2 separate regions of the Capra hircus genome follow, and region 1 is linked to region 2. A link is a contact called in public Hi-C data. All regions are on one chromosome and are shown on one strand. The core of a region is the stretch at or near the end of the contact, and the rest is flanking DNA. Distances in the headings are between cores, read along the strand shown.

The links. A called contact is a pair of places that touch in the nucleus more often than the background predicts.
Region 1: a Hi-C map of blood shows a contact between it and region 2, with 3 times the contacts expected there. The contact joins two enhancer-like sites.

The regions. Positions count from the first base shown.
Region 1 is chr13:81,182,554-81,185,253 of ARS1.2, reverse strand. No RefSeq gene overlaps it. Among named protein-coding and RNA genes, the nearest start is that of PFDN4, 10 kb to the left of the region's middle. Within about 2 kb of position 1,338, at least 3 of the 5 cell types and tissues checked have an H3K27ac peak or open chromatin away from gene starts, as enhancers often do.
Region 2 is chr13:81,128,617-81,131,316 of ARS1.2, reverse strand. It overlaps LOC106502804 (a long non-coding RNA gene), which reads right to left. Exons shown (of 5, transcript XR_001919092.1): 4 at 1,538-1,723. Among named protein-coding and RNA genes, the nearest start is that of BCAS1, 60 kb to the right of the region's middle. Within about 2 kb of position 1,371, at least 3 of the 5 cell types and tissues checked have an H3K27ac peak or open chromatin away from gene starts, as enhancers often do.

The sequences.
Region 1 (2,700 bases), core at 89-2,588, 54 kb before region 2:
AACTGTGGAAAATTCTGAAAGAGATGGGAATACCAGACCACCTAACCTGCCTCTTGAGAAACCTATATGCAGGTCAGGAAGCAATAGTTAGAACTGGACATGGAACAACAGACTGGTTCCAAATAGGAAAAGGAGTACGTCAAAGCTGTATATTGTCACCCTGCTTATTTAACTTATATGCAGAAAACATCATGAGAAATGCTGGACTGGAAGAAACACAAGCTGGAATCAAGATTGCCGGGAGAAATACCAATCACCTCAGATATGCAGATGACACCACCCCTATGGCAGAAAGTGAAGAGGAACTAAAAGCCTCTTGATAAAAGTGAAAGAGGAGAGTGAAAAAGTTGGCTTAAAGCTCAACATTCAGAAAACTAAGATCATGGCATCTAGTCCCATCACTTCATGGGAAATAGATGTGGAAACAGTGGAAACAGTGTCAGACTTTATTTTTTGGGCTCCAAAATCACTGCAGATGGTGACTGCAGCCATGAAATTAAAAGATGCTTACTCCTTGGAAGAAAAGTTATGACCAACCTAGATAGCATATTCAAAAGCAGAGACATTACTTTGCCGACTAAGGTCCATCTAGTCAGGGCTATGGTTTTTCCTGAGGTCATGTATGGATGTGAGAGGTGGACTGTGAAGAAGGCTGAGCGCCGAAGAATTGATGCTTTTGAACTGTGGTGTTAGAGAAGACTCTTGAGAGTCCCTTGGACTGCAAGGAGATCCAACCAGTCCATTCTGAAGGAGATCAGCCCTGGGATTTCTTTGGAAGGAATGATGCTGAAGCTGAAAGTCCAGTACTTTGGCCACCTCATGTGAAGAGTTGACTCATTGGAAAAGACTCTGATGCTGGGAGGGATTGGGGACAGGAGGAGAAGGGGACGACAGAGGATGAGATGGCTGGATGGCATCACGGACTCGATGGACCTGAGTCTGAGTGAACTCCGGGAGATGGTGATGGACAGGGAGGCCTGGCGTGCTGCGATTCATGGGGTCGCAAAGCGTCTGACACGACTGAGCGACTGAACTGAACTGAGATCTTTTCTATGTGCCTCACAGATTGCTCTCATGTGGACTCACTGAGTGAATAGCTTTTCTTTCCCACCAGGTGGCGCTGTGACCTCAGAATCTGACATTTATTTTCTATTTGCAAACCCTCAGGAGGGCTTCCCTGATAGCTCAGTTGGTAAAGAATCCGCCTGCAATGCACGGGTCCCCAGTTCCATGCCTGGTTGGAAAGATCCCCGGGGCAAGGGAAAACCTACCCAGTCTGGTATTCTGGCCTGGATGATTTCATGAAATGTAGTCGCAGTCCATGAGGTCACAAAGAGTCAGACATGATTGAGCCACTTTCACTTTCAAACCCTCTGAACAGTCCAAGTTCTGTAGACACTCCACAAAGCAAGACTGCACAAAAGCAAGGAAACCTCTCTGTTTCCTGGCCAAAATGTATTCCTCTCCCTTCAGTTTGAATTCTCAACTTAGTTTTTACTTGGAAAAAAAAGTGTTAACATTTCTGCAAACCCCTCCAGAATGTACACTGGTTGACGGTTTCTGTAAAATAGACCATGAAGGAAACTGTTTCAAGGTTTTGCGCTTACAGCAATGTATTGAGAAAAGAGTCAGAGCTTGTTATCAGGAGCAGTCACAGCATATCTTCAAATTAAAACATAAATTCCCAAGTGTGATTCATTCCACAAGAATTTATCCAGAACCTGGGTTGCGCTTCATACTGAATCAGGCAGCCTCTTCACGCAGATGCTGCTCATAAAAAGATCTGTTCTGTGATGGAGAGGGGGCACCCTACGTGTCTGTGACCACCTAATATCTCCTGAATACTTTTCTCCATATTTGGGGAAATTTCCAGGTCATGGGTGTCAACTCTCAATTTCAAAGCATCCCTTAAGCTAGGATGCAGATCCCAGGATTTAGGTCCAGCCAATCAGATTCACTGGGCTTCTCTCCTAGCTCAGTCAGTAAAGAATCTGCCTGCAATGCAGGAATCCGCCTGCAATGCAGGAGGCCCGGGTTCCATTCCTGGGTCTGGAACATCCCCTGGAGAAGGAAATGGCAACCCACTCCAGTATTCTTACCTGGAAAATGCCATGAACGGAGGAGCCTGGTGGGCTACCGGCCATGGGACTGCCAGAGTCAGACATGGCTTAGCATCTGAACCACCGATCAGATCCACCAGTGGGAGACTTTGCTCTAAGAGGCCAAGGAGGAGAGTGTCCGGCGCCCTGAGGGCTCGCTCCTGGGGATGAAGGCAGCCCAGCAGGGACAGCTGGGACCCTCGGGAGCAGCAGGGAGGCAGCCCTCACAGAAGCCATGGCCTGGGTGGCTCAGGCTCGGGGGTGCTGAGATTTTAGCAGCCAGCAGTCCTGCAAGGTCACTTCAATGTCATCCCTAGAGGTTCACCTCCACTGTGGATTCCTCAGCCCTTACAAAGGGTCTGTGTGCATCTAATACAGGGGTTGTTCTTTGCCACAAAGACCCTAAAGAGATGTTATTTTTAGAGAAAAGTAATTCCTTTGTTATTGTAGGTTCTGTCAAGATGACCAGGAAAGGATGGACAGACAAAAGGCTATCGTAGTCTCTAGTCTGTTTTGAGGTGCTGCTGGTATGACAGCTGCAGAGGTGGAATTTTACCTGAAAATAAAAGCATCCTCCTGACATCGCACAGCGTACACCAGT
Region 2 (2,700 bases), core at 122-2,621:
TGTGTTTATCTTGCAATATAAACAGTTCCCAGGGATCTCATATTAGCCCTCAGAAAGACAACTGAGAAAAATGATTTGTGATCATGACATTATTGCTCAAAATATGTTGATAACTTAGTTCTAAACATTGGCTTCAGGAGACATGTGTGTCTCAACAAGTCAATACATTTTTATCTGCTGTTGAATAATTAGGTCGCTGATTAACTGGGTACAAATGTTATAACTGCCACAAAGACTATTATTCACTTGAACATATGGATGGAAATTCCTCAAGTTTGTAGCAACTTGTAGAAAGTTAAGCCATCAAACAGAATAAAAAGGGCTATGCGCTCTCTAGCTGCTGACTTAAATTTCGCGCACCGTCAGAGTTGGGATTCAGGCATACTTGGTCTTAGCTATTTTGCCAGAACCCAGCCTAGTGTCTAGTACATCAGTTCAGTTCAGTTGCTCAGTCGTGTCTGACTCTTTGTGACCCCATGAACTGCAGCACGCCAGGCTCCCCTGTCTATCACCAACTCCTGGAGTTTGCTCAAACTCATGTCCATTGAAACCTTAGTTGAAACTCATGTCCAGCAAAAACCTTAGTTGAAAAAAAAAATGATCTTCAAAAGTTAATTAACTTCATTTCCTAGAAGACTGTCAAGAAATGTCATTCTGGAATGGATTTGAAGTCCCATTTCTTATCCTCCACCATGTTCCAAATTATCTTTTAACACCTTCTGATATAAATACCTGAACCACCAGCTCATCCTTTGACTCTGAGTGCTGATTAGATTTCGCACTGGAGTTGAACTTGGATGCTCCTATTGAGCTGGCCCAATGCTTGACTCATGGCCCATCTGAGGACAAACAGCGAGCCTGCCAAATCTTACCATACTGAAGGGGAAATTCTTATGACAGGTCTGAATGTCTGGCATCCTGAATATGCATTACAGGGGGTCAGCCAGACCACCAAGTCCACTGTCTCTGCAATCTAAACTGACTGCAGGCTGAACTTCGTGAAATCACCAAGCTCTGTGAAATATTTCAAGGAATAACTGCATTCTGTGGTAATAAAAAAAGGAGTAAGAGCAAGGACTGTGGCTGATCACATCTACTGAAAATTTGTGTGACAATTATTACAGCTAAATCTGTTTTTATTTTCTGTTTCGATGTCTTTCATTTATTTTTCATCAAAACTTAGCTTATTTCCTTGATTTGAGCAGAAGTGAATGTGTAACAACATAGTTTCTCAAATTAATACAGTGTCACTGAATTCAGAGCGAGGCTGTGTATGTGTGATACACACAGCCACGTGCCAGAGATTCCTTCCTCATTCATGCCTAAGGGGAGGACACGTGCTTTAACGATGTGCTGTGTTGGTTCCCACTGTGCAACAGTGGGGGTCAGCTCTACGCACAGGCATCCCCTCCCTCTGGAGCCTCCCTCCCATCCCCCCACGTAAGTCATCACCGAGCACCGAGCTGAGTTCCCCGTGCTACATGGCAGCTTCCCACTAGCTGTCTATTTTTAAGTTTGTTTTAAAGCATCAGCTCACTTTGGTTTTCATTTGACCATGGGCGGTGAGGTGGAATGGCCTCCAGCGTTCAGATGAGGAGATGGAAGCTTGGCAAGGTTCAGGAATGCGCCGCAGGTCACAGGCCCAGGAGCGGTAAACCTCGTCTTTCAGCCCAGTGTTCTTTGTGACCCCAGGGCACAGGTTCTCCATTTCTGCGATTTATGTCTTCAAGTGAGTATCAGAAAAAAATAAAACATGAAAATAGTAGACACTGCATCAGTTTGCGTTCATCCTTAGAAGGTGCAGAGCGACAAGCTGCCCGTGTGGGGCCTCTGCTGTCCTATGTGAATCAGGATGACCAGTAAGTGTTGTGAAGTGGTGGTTGTGTGATTGCCAAGGCTGGGTCAGAAAAGGCACTGTGACTTTCACCTTGCACGCTCCTGGATCACTCTCTCTGAGGGGAGCCAGCCACCACGTCATGAGGACACTCAAGGCATCCTGTGTAGAGGTCCACAAGACACAAAACCGAGGCCTCCTGCCAGCAACCAGGACTGACCACCAGGCCTGCGCATGAGTCAGCTTGGAGATGAGTCCCCTGCCTCCCACCCATTCACACCTTCAAACAACTTAGTTATCTTGACTGCATTCTTGCGAGACAGAACTGTCCAAGAACCCCTACAATTTTTTTTGGTATAATTTGTTACACAGCAACAGCTAACTAATATAAAAAGGGAAGATGTTTTCAAGGGAGAGATTAAAACAGTGAACCGTGATACCTAAGAAAGGAAGGAAGGAAGTGAAGAAATGTGGGCTGTGCAGTTGGATGGATATACTTAATAAAGTCAAAACACCCCATCGTGGGGTACGCAGCCCAGGCCCAGTGCACTCTGACATAATCTCTTGCTCTCTAAGCATGTTCCATCCTGGTTCCACTGATGCCGTTGTTGTTCCTTCAACAAACCGAACTCACTCCTGCCTGGGGGCTTCTTGCAGCTGCAGTTCCTTTACCTGGTACATTCTTGCTCCAGGTCACTGCATGGCTGGTTCTTTCTCCTCCTTTGAGTCTCAGCGTTAAAATAGCTTATTCAGAGAAACCATCTCGTGCAGTAACCCCCCTACTCCCACCAAGCTGTCTTGTAACGTCACCCTATTTTACTTCCTTCGTATTCCATAGCCCCGTCTAAAATGATTTTACATATTTG